2 separate regions of the Danio rerio genome follow, and region 1 is linked to region 2. A link is a contact called in public Micro-C data. All regions are on one chromosome and are shown on one strand. The core of a region is the stretch at or near the end of the contact, and the rest is flanking DNA. Distances in the headings are between cores, read along the strand shown.

Region 1 (5,613 bases), core at 2,460-4,959, 280 kb after region 2:
AATCTTTCAGTCCACATCATCTACTATACAGTATCTCATCTATTATGTATCTACAATGTTTATATTTGTCTCCTATAGGGGATGAAAGTGGCATGTATTTTTAAACGTGAGGTATGCATGCCGTTTCTGTCATGTGTGTGTGTGTGTGTGTGTGTGTGTGTGTGTGTGTGTGTGTGCAGTAGTCTGGGTTCCTCTCTGGCTGACAGGCCTCTCCACGTGTCTCCTGTATGACTGAATGTTTAGTTTGCTTCATACACATCCTCGAAACATCTACTTTAGTGTTTCCCGTCTTAAATATAATCCAGGTGCTGTGCCAGACCAGGAGAGCACAACAACCCTGCACTCATTCACCAGCATTACCACCTCCCATGCTCCTCACTCTCTCTCTCTCTCTCTCACACACACACACACAGCTGCAGATAGAGCAGGGGGTGGAGGCTTAAAGATAAAACATTTAGTGTTTATTATGAGAAGAGAGATGGAGAGCGGGAGAGAGAAAAAAGATGAGAGTGCAAGATAAAAGACGTGTGGACTGACAACATGAGAGAAAAAGCTCAATTTGTGGTATTAGAACAAGTGATGTCTTCATAAAAATTCCCAAGCTGATACTTTTATTTTCCTGATGATCTTGGTGCAGTTTTGAGTATCATACATGCACTCAACTTTGTAATCATTTCTATGGATTTGCCATTAATGGGTGCAGTTTATGGTAAAATGTTCATTTGTGTTTATTTTTTAACTACTGATAATGTGTCTTCAATGTTTCAGATCAGGGCATTATCATTTAGAGCATTTTTTTAGGTATAAGAAATAGGTCTTTATAAAATATTTCTTGTTTTCAGACCTTAAATATTGGGAAAAAATGGGATTTAAAAAGGATTTTTAATCCCAGATGTTCCTTGTGGTCTCAAACTTTCAATCTTAAAGTTAAAAGGATAGTTCACCCAAAAATAAAATTGTCATAATTTACTGACCTTTTACTTGCTTCAAACTTTTATGGGTTTCTTTCCTCTGTTGGACACAAAAGAAGACATTTTTAAGTAGGCTGGAAACTTGTAACCATTGACTTCCATTATATTTGTTTGTCTTACTATGAAAGTCAATTGTTTTTATTTTATTATTTATTAAATTATTTTATTAGGAATGTCCCATCGAGATCTCTCTTCCAACATGGAGTCCTGGTGAAGACAGGCAGTATAGGACAGAGTTACAAAAAAATCATATCACAACACACTGACAGTTTTAAAAATATTTTTAAATTTAGTGATAGTTGGTACAGATTTTATATGTAGTATATCTTGGAGCTCATTTCATAAATATGGAAAATTTACTAAACTCTGTTTGAAAAAATGGCATCTTAACCCTTTACCGCATGGTCTTGCCAAATGGCAAAATTTTATGTGTTAATTTCCCTGCCACCATTTCTTTAAGACCAACGTTCAATTTTTTGTTGTTGGAAAGAAAAAACCTTATAGCTTAGCCAATGATGTGCAGAAAATATTTATATTTACTGTATGTTGTGTAAATGATAATACAATATTATGTTTGTTTTCAATAATATTAATTTTAAAAAAATGGAATAAAAAAAGCTGCTGGAATATCAGTTGTTGAAAAGTATGTACAGTATAAGGTGTCATTTAAAAGTTCTGCGTTAAAGCTTATAATACTGCAACGATAATTAAATCATTTCATTCATTCATTCATTTTCTTTTCGGCTTAGTCCCTTTATTAACCAGGGGTCGCCACAGCCGGATAAACGGCCAACTTATCCAGCATATGTTTGACGAAATTTAGCTTACCCAATTCACCTATACCGCATATCTTTGGAGTTGTGGTGGAAACCAGAGCACATGGGGGAAATCCACACGAACACTGGGAGAACATGCAAACTCCACACAAAAACGCCAACTGACCCAGCCGAGGTTCGAATTAGTGACCTTCTTGCTGTGAGGCGAATGTGCTTCCCACTGGGCCACTGCGTCGCCCATTTAATCATTTCAAACATCAAAATAATTAATTTTAATTAAAATTCCTTATAAAAACGTTAGATCCACTATTGGATGCTATTGCCATATGGCAACATATCATAATTACCTTAAAAAATTTTCAAAAAATGTTTTACAGCACTTCAACTTAAGCCATTCTAAGAAAAGAAAAAGAGTCAAATATATTTATATTTTATAGATTTATCATAAATAGTGAGTAAACCTTCATTTTTGGGTTGTATATATGGAAATTTCCACTGCTCGCATCCACGGTGCAAGAGAGGACACCATCAGACTTTGGGCGCAAACTCTAGACAGACTTAAAGATTTACTAACTTGAATCAATGAGACATCAAAAAGCATGAACTTCTGGCTTCTGGCTTCTCACCCCCCTCCCCCCATTTTTTCCCCCTCATTTATTATTTATTCATTATTTCATTTTATTATTATATTATTTAATTATCTTTATTTAATTTTTATTTTTTATTTTCTCTCTTTCTCTTTTTATGGTAATTTAAGGTTCCCTGTTTGGGCTTCTAATAACTTTCATTGTCGTAGACTTTTTTCAGCACAGTTTTAAATACCTATCTCTGTGTATCACCATTCTTCTATTTAATTGTTCATTTTTGATTGGCTTAATTTTAACCTTACTTAACACTAAGTGCAGATTTGACTGATTGCCTTCTTTGGTTTAGAATTTTGTTTTATTTATTTGTATGCATGTGGCTATAAGTTTGTGTGTGTGTGTGTGTGTGTGTGTGTGTATGTATATCTGTGTTGATGTGTGTTCGTTTGTATGTGTATATACATATATGTATGTATGTATGTATATATATATATATATATATATATATATATATATATATATATATATATATATATATATATATATATATATATATATGTATATGTATATGTATGTATATGTACCAATTTATTTTATTTGCCATTTTTATTTGCATTATTATGTCCTTGTCATTATTCTTCAGTTTTTCCTTTTTACTGACAATATTGTTGTCATGGCTGACGCTATTATTAACACTATTATTTTACAACTTGTATATTGATTTATATATGTATATCTACACATTTTGTTTTATGCTGATTGTCTACGGCATGTTTTTCTGTGTTAAAAAAATACAAAATAAAATGAAAATTTGATGGAAAAAAAAAACTTCATTTTTGGGTGAACTATCCCTTTAAGTGTTCCAAACTGAGATTTTGTAGTAATGTGAGAGAATAAGCAATTTTGGATCTCCAAGAAACATGCAAGTGAAACGTTTTAAAAATAAATTTTGAATGAAATCTGAATATCTAATTAAAAGAATCTTCAAAGAACTGAGAGTTTTTATGAATGTCAAAGGTTCTTAGTGGAAGAGCTTTTAGGATGCCAATAAAGAACCATTATTTCTAAGAATGTGTGTGTGAGAGAGACCAATCTGGAAAAAGAAAGAGCAGGGGGAAAAAAGAAGCAAACAATCTGTGAAGTGTCTGCCGAGAGACAGATGGTGTAAAACAATGTCTTATTTCTGACCTCTAACCCTCTGCTTTACCCTACTGACGTGGATCTCTTATTATAACACTTCTGTACTCAGTTGAGCCTTTGACCTCAGCAGATCTGTGATCTTTCAGCGTGCACATGCATCTTTGTACACGCTTACAGAATAATAAAAACTATAATTCATCTTGTTCCATAACCAAATAGCAGAGTGATGACGTACAGGTTAATCTTGATCAACAGGTCACTGAGCAAGTGCTTACAAAGGAAATGACGTTCTCAAGTTGATAGACCTTCTAACAACTACCAGATTTCCTACAGCAGACCCAGACTTCAATTAAACCTTCACTTTAATACTCAGTCAAGTTAGTTTGTTCTCCTGATGTTTAGGCCTAGATGTACCTGATGTACTGGATTTACTGATGTCTATAAACAGCGGTAGACAGTAACAAATCTTAAATGTACTTGTTCAACCATCTGCACTTTGAGAATTTTAACTTCTCCACATTGCTTGGCAGCATCACATTGTACTTGTTACTGCACATATTCTCCATCATTTTGAACAGAAAAAACGATCGTCTTCTCCAAGGTGAGAATAGCAGTGTCTGATTTATGAACAGATTATTTTAAACAGTTAGGTCTATGAATTTGTTTGTAAACCACAGAACAATTTATTTGAGAATTGGACTGATCCAGGATTCTATGTATTTTTTTTTTTCAAATAAATAACTCTGAAAAGAAATTTGAATGATCCAATTGAGCCTCTAGTTAAAGGGAAACGGTCCAGTCACTGATTCAAATGATTCAGTCAGACAGAATGAGTGTACACTTAAAGATTCAGATGCAACAAGTCTCTGCTTAAAGATTTGATACAAATTATCAAATCAGAGTGAGTCTCCACTAAACGATTCACTCATTCAAATGATCCAGTTTAGTGATTCACTGATTCAAATGATTTAGTCATCTACACATTAGCAAATCTACTGTTAACATTTAATAAAAATAAAAAATAAAAATCACAAATCAAATTTTGATTTAATCATCATCAAATTGGTCCATGCCTATGCGAGTTTCTTTCCTAAATTGAATATTTTTAAGAAAAGCTGAAAAACAGTTCATAGTAAACTCATTCAAATGATCTGTTCTCCATTCAATGATTCACTGATTTAAATGATTTGATGTGGTTAGCAAAACTCACAAATCTCACTCAAAAACTTGCACAAAACACTATGCAGATCAGTAATTAAGTAAATAAAAATCATTTAGGTCTTGCCAGTTGTGAACAGGTAAGCTATTTTTTCCACTGTATGAAATGCTTGAATATGGACATGTCTGTATATGTGTATTACCGTATTAACAGGTTATGTGTTGGAAAGAATCAAATAATCAAAAATATTGTAAATTAATGCTTCTTTCCTGATCCAGTAGAACATTTTAGATAAAATGTTGAGTATATATTCATCAACATGTATTCTTTTAGATGCCTCATGGTATTTTTGTTTCGCTTGCTTGCCCTTTTTAACTCCAGCATTAAACGTCATTAGCAGTTAGTGTAAAACAAGGTTCATGCTAAAAGTTTACCTTTTTGATTCTAACAATTAAATAAATACAATTAAATCTGTTTTTGTGTGAGTGTTTTTTAATTAAGGCAAATTAAAAAGAAGTAAATAATACTTTTAGTAAAGTAATTTTTTTTAGGCATCTATATTTTTTTCTGGCCGTCATGGTGGCACAGTGAGTAGCCAGATCTCGCTGTCAAGCCTCGGCTGGGTCAGTTGGCATGTCTGTGTGGGGTTTGCATGTTCACACCGTGTTTGCGTGGGTTTCCTCTGGGTGCTCCAGTTTACCCAACAAGTTCAAAGATGTGGTAAAGGTGAATTGGGTAAGCTAAATTGTCCATAGTGTACGTGTAAATGAAAGTGTATGGGTGTTTCCCAGTGATGAGATGCAGCTGGATGGGCATCTGCTGCGTAAAACATATGCTTCATAAGCTGGCGGTTCATTCCACTGTAGCGACCCCAAATTAATAAAGGGACCAAGTTGAACAGAAAATGAAAGAATGAATTTTAAATACTTGACTTATGTACTGTGTCGATCATAGCATGCTAAAAAAAAAAACATTGGTTAATA
Region 2 (6,172 bases), core at 1,266-3,765:
TTAGTTTTATGTTTTATACATGAGATTGGCGGATTAATCTTTAGTAAAACATTGTGTAGAACTTAAATGGAAATTGTGACATCCATGCTGTTTTAACTTGTAGCACAATTTAAGTTTGTCTTAGAAAAATATATTAACGTGACGTGCATATCGGGCTCTTAAAAAGCGTGATGGACGCAGGCAGGGGCCTGTATTTAGACAGCCGTCAGTAGTTCAGAATTTGAGAGCAGCTCTCTGACTTCACAGACTTTGAAATGTTAAACTTTCAGTGGCTGAAGTGTTTAGATTAGCGAAAGTGATGTAAATAGACGTGATGAAATATGTAAGTGAGCTGTAAACAGTTCTTTTTATCTCCAGGCAGCCGCGTGTGCGTTCGTGTGCATGTGCAGAGCGCATTGTGTGTGTGAGTCGCGCTTCAAACATGCGCAACTCGCGCTCGCACCAAATCTATTCTTTACAGTTTGTTTTCTTTTTCCCTCCAAAAATGTAAATGATGTCTCGCTGCTGTTTTTTATTATATGCAGCCGAGGAGTGGGCGCACGGCTTCTGTGGCAGGGTTTGCTGATTAATTTCCTGAGGTCAGGGATATTGCTCTGTGCTCAGTGATGCAACATGGACTCACAGACAGCCAGAATTTTCTCATAAAATCAACAGAGCAAATTCAGCCGGAATAAACTGCACGGGCCCTTGCACTCAGCACTTTACTGTCTCTACGTAGATGATCGGTAAAACGATAGTTTATGTGTTTGAAATCAGATAAAAAGTAACAATTCCATCCCTCGTATGAGACTTCTAATCAAACATCTGAGTTTAAAACAAAACCCTCCAAACATCTCACACTTGAATACACACTCTCATTACAGAGCCTTATGGTCTGAATTTGTACTTAGCCTACAGTAGTTTTTTCACTCATCAGACTTTTTAAACACGCGTCAAAAGAATGAATCAGAATATCAGGGCTGCCAAATGTACATAGCCTACAGCTTGTAGCAAACACACACTGAACCAGCTAAACAAAAGGTATGGCTCACTTAAAAATGACGGGTACTAAGTTAGCCTATATGAAAACATGACTTGTGCTGAATTCTGCACAAAAGTATTTCTCCAGGAGTAGAGTTGAACGCTTCTGCAGTAGCAATATATTAACATTTTACGCCCTCTTGCCACCAGGTGGCGCGTTTTGAGCGAGTAACAGAGGCGCACCCGCGTCCTAACCCTCAGAAAGTGTCCCTGCGTCTCTCACGAAGGAACCTGCATTTTGCATCTCATAGCAATTTATTGGTGTGACGTCACAGCAGATTTCCCAAGTTAAAAAAGAACCACTGAACATGAAGCCTATTCTTTGTTTTCAAAACAGATGTGTGAGTGTGTGTGTGTGTGTGTGTATATATATATATATATATATATATATATATATATATATATATATATATATATATATATATATATATATATATATATTTTTTTTTTGTCTTAAAGGGTATACATTTACTCCGTACATGTAAAACTACTTGTTGAAACCAAATAACGCATGCCAATTTGATCGTTTGTCTTTTTTATTTTCATTTTAAATTGTACTCACTTTTCTTTCTCTCTTATATACACAACTGTGAGATTACGTGAATTTTTCACCTTCACAGTTTACACTAGCCTAGGTGTGTTTGACCCCAAGAGGAAAAGTTTATAGCAAGAATTTCCACCCCCTTTCAGTTTGTATCAAAGAGAAATGCTCAAACTTCTCGAATTCACCTTTCCTCCGTGGCGAAAATGAAGCCCGTGCTCTTAATCTGTCTTCACTGGGGTCGGGGTGACAAATTGACTAATGGTTTTGGGACGTTAAAAACTAGTCTCTCATTTCTTTCTTGCGGAGAGCCCAAGTTAAAGGTGACAGTTGTATATTTACCTTAATTAATACAAAGCGAGGCTTGATTTGTTGCTGCCTCCACCTCGCACAGAAGCTCGTTTTAAACAAAAATTCTCCGACTTTCTGCTTCATGTTCATCGCAGAGCTAAAGACGAGAATATTTTAATCCAATGCATTTATGTTATTTTGCTATAGTAATACTTTTAATTAATTGTTTTGTGTCATACAACAGCATAATTAATAATAATAATAATAATAATAATAATAATAATAATAATAATAATAATAATGTATAAATAGTAAAGAAACCCATTATTTAATGCTAAACATAATTTAATGCAAAATGCGATTAACATTACTATTATTATTATTGTTGTTGTTATTATTATTATTATATATTTTCTCGTTTGGCCTTCTTGATATATTTCTAATCAGCGTGCAAAGTAGACGTTCTGCAAACTTTAATGCCTACAGAAAAGTTTGAAAAGTTACAGTGGAGCTCAGTAGTCTGACATGCAGGCTGTGTTGGGTCCTCTAGCGTCGAGCGCTGCTGTACCAGTGGAGGAAACTTCACTTCAGCATGCTGGGGGTTTGCCTGCGTGACGTCGCGGGTTGGGTTACAATAAAGAGGCGGTTTGACTTTGGGACCACAAGACAGAGCTAGAGTAAGAGAGTGAAAGAGAGAGAGAGTTTCTACCCCGAGTAACCAAATACTCACAGCGCACAACCGCTGGACCACAGCTGTGCGAACTTCAGGGTTTTCCCGTGTCTCTGCTGCGAGAACATGCTGAGGAAGACGAACATTTCTCCGATCCGCTGAGTTTTGCACTGAATTTTGAAACGCCGCAGGAAGACTAAGTGACTGTATCTGAATCCTCTTATTTTGGATCGTCTCGCTTCACAAAGAACTGGTAAATGTTTTACTGCTTTTTATTGAATATTTTTGACAAGCTTTCACTTCTAATGTAAGACATGTCTGTGTATTTCCTGCAGTAGGCGTGAACAACTAAAATGCAACGTTAAAGTCAGGCGATAAATTGCTTCTGAATTATGACCAGCAGAATTTGTAAAAAAAAAAAGTATGTCGGTAAAAATATTTGCAGCAGTCGTTGAATCAGGTTAACTGGATTGCATAAAGAAAGAAAGTAACTAATGTGCGAGTCTTGATGATGGTGAACGGGTCAGTCATCAACAGGTGGGATGCGAAATCCACAGCTCTTAAAATTGATGTTAACACATTAAAATACTTGTTTCAGAAATTAAATAATCTGTTTTTTACTTCTTGTATGTTAATCAGCAAACCTAAAATTGGTATGTGTGAGATTTTTTTATCTAGTCTGTGGAAAGCAGAAAAGCCGTTTTAATGTCATCCAGTGTTTTTCGTTTAAAACTTTAACAAATTCGTTAAAACTATTTGTAAATGCACCTCTAAAAAGCTATATATTATTTGAAACGATGCGTGGCCCTGCGGTCGGTGATCTCGGAGTCTTGGTTCGTCTGTGCTTTGAATGGTCCTCTACAGTTTTACAGTGATGCTCGTTGTTAAAATTAACATTTATTCGTTTTTTTCGATTCTTCTTAACCGGTGTTTGTAAACATTATATGCTTTGAAGATTTAGCAAAATAAAAATAAAACCAAATCTATTCTGATATTTAAGAAAATACTACAATGTAGCGACATATTTAATATTTTTTTCGAATAATATAAATTAAGGGAACAAAACGTCGTTTCTCATTAATGAAAATGAATATATATATATATATATATATATATATATATATATATATATATATATATATATATATATATATATATATATATATAAAGCGTATTTTAAATGTCCAACGTTTCTTTTAATAAGAAACATTTAGCTTAATTTATCAATTGTTACAATGCCTATAATGCCAACTGTCCGAGATGACTTTTAAAGCATTTATTAGTTCTACTTTATTGTTTTACATTTTGTGAGGGAAAAATGAAAAGAATGTAACGTATTTCAATGCTGCATTAAACAAGGTCATTTAAATTCGATATTTGGATTTTTCCCCTTAGCTATATGTAAATGTATATTTCTAATAAATTCTAAAGTATATATTTGACTATACAAAGTGCATCACTCTAAATCAGACACAATCAGCAGACCTCATTATTTCTCCCTTTCAAACATCACATTTTCAATACGCTTCCCTGGGAATTACTACAGGCAAATGCATTTTATATCAATCTACAAACATAAATTGCCAGGCCTTCTCCACAGTACTTAAAAATATTTGTATATTTAGTCAACTGTTTGACGGTGCTTAATGAATGGTGTGTTTCCCTCTCCCCAGGGTTAAGTGATCACATCCTCTCAGGGGGCTGCGCGGAAAAAAGAAAACATACACTTACTTGATAATCGTTGCACGATTGACCAAAGGCCCGTCGTTAAGGCAAGAACCTCGAGACCGTGATTAATTCCTGTAATACACGTCGTGATTTCTCTGATCTCTGCACGCGCGAGAGGCGCACATTCACACCTATCCAAAGATAAAACACTCGTGATCTCGGCGCGGTCATGGTGCTACTGATGAAAGCTGAGCCATCACAGTTATTGATAAAGTTTACTGGCTGACAGAGGCCACAACGAGGGCGCAAACGATAGACACTTGCAATGCTTCTCACAAAATCTGCACACTGATGAGTGTTTTGACTTTACATAAGCATGGGAATATCTATTTTAATGTGGAATGGCAGTATAGATTTTTTTGATATTAATAAATATTTTAAGGCAAAATTATTTCAGAGTGTTTCGAGGGGATCCTGTTATTGAGATCTATATCCCAAGGTGGAGAGGGGTAGTCGACCCTGAACTCAGCAAATTGTGGTGTGATTTTTGAGACTCTTTCACCACCTTGTCTGGGATAGACGTCTTTAGCCCCACAACACTGATTGTGCCTGACGTGGGGGACAAAATCTGTGAGATTTATCCAGACACAGTGCGCAAATCCGACTAATTAGCCAACAATGTCCCGGAAAAATGTCCAAGCACTTGTGAAATCCCACAATTCAGAAAGGTCTTTTCCCCAAAAACTTTCAAACGGCGTTAGATTCAACGGTTAAGCAGATAGTCGAAGTAACACATTCCCGTCCGGCACTCGTTTTGAAGGTATGTGGACTTCAAAGGGTTAAGGGTACGAGCCTGTTCTCGAGAGCGAGTCCTGATCTCCTCTAATGACCCCCGTAAGTAAAAGTCAATTACTTCTGCGCCATGATCAGAGCGTCCAAATCCCCGGGGGAGCTTTGAGCTTCAGAAAGACTAATTAGGGCTATTTCACTTTTTATTTACCACATATCAGACTCATTCCGCATCCTGAATATATTGAAGACAGAAATACACAAATTAAGCGTCATCTAACTGAACAAAGGTCTAGCGATTTGACTTATTTGATCCTATAAGAAACATGACGCATGCATTCTTAAAAATTAAAGGTCTTTTTGAAATGGGTATAGTTCCTTGAAGAACCTTAAGCGTCCACTGAATTAACATTTACACTTTGCAAAGTGTTTACGAATTGTGAAAAGGTTTATTAGATTTCTAAAGTTTTATTTACACAAGAAAAAATGTTATTTTTAGAAATAATAAAAAATGTGTCCTAAATAACAATTTTAAAATATTTTATCTTCATTTAAAAAACCTTTTTGTTCAGTAGAAATATTCCTTGAATGTTAGAGATTCTTTATGGAACTGTTAATTGTAAGAGTATATGACTACATTTTTTAAACTCTTTGACCTCATCCATCATAACTAAAACCATATCTGGCATCCTTTTAGTATCGTTTTGTATTAACAGTAATATAACACAACACAATGTTACATTTCACATGGTACTTATTAAACTGTGTAAAAAAAACAATTCCTCCAGACGATATGAGTAACACTGTAAACACACCAAGCCTGTTTGTATGAGTGTGTGTATGCTTGTAGCTCCTGATGAGACAAAGAGGAGTTATTGTGCTTTGTGTCTGTTCTCATCCAACCTGATTAAACAGTTGAGGCAGGTATGTCACCTGCTGTCTTTCGTCTTCATGGCCATAGGCATATTTTTGGCATGCAGAAGACGCCTATGCCAAAATGTACATGCGCACACACACTCATCTGGCAGGCTTCAGCATTGCTTTTTGCTCACGTTGGAGTGTGCTCTTTCAATATGTCAGACAAGGTGTCTCGCTTGACAAGTGCAGTTTATGTTTTGAAATTTGTGTTTGTGTAAGTGTGTGTGTGTGTGTGTGTGTGTGTGTTTCTTATTCTTTTTAGGGAAGTCCCTTCA

What was found. A called contact is a pair of places that touch in the nucleus more often than the background predicts.
Region 1: a contact with region 2 is called in a Micro-C map of caudal fin, with 7 times the contacts expected there. The contact joins the enhancer-like site here to the promoter of osr1 in region 2. A contact is called at or near these places in 2 of 18 Hi-C or Micro-C datasets (caudal fin and an unstated tissue) and 1 of 4 datasets of contacts at active chromatin or transcription factors (caudal fin).

What each region holds. Positions count from the first base shown.
Region 1 is chr13:35,832,197-35,837,809 of GRCz12tu, forward strand. No RefSeq gene overlaps it. Among named protein-coding and RNA genes, the nearest start is that of nt5c1ba, 19 kb to the right of the region's middle. Within about 2 kb of position 3,710, at least 3 of the 62 cell types and tissues checked have an H3K27ac peak or open chromatin away from gene starts, as enhancers often do. A contact at or near this core is called in caudal fin, where this site is marked.
Region 2 is chr13:35,549,456-35,555,627 of GRCz12tu, forward strand. It overlaps osr1 (odd-skipped related transcription factor 1), which reads left to right and starts at 2,516. Exons shown (of 3, transcript NM_001006079.1): 1 at 2,516-2,775.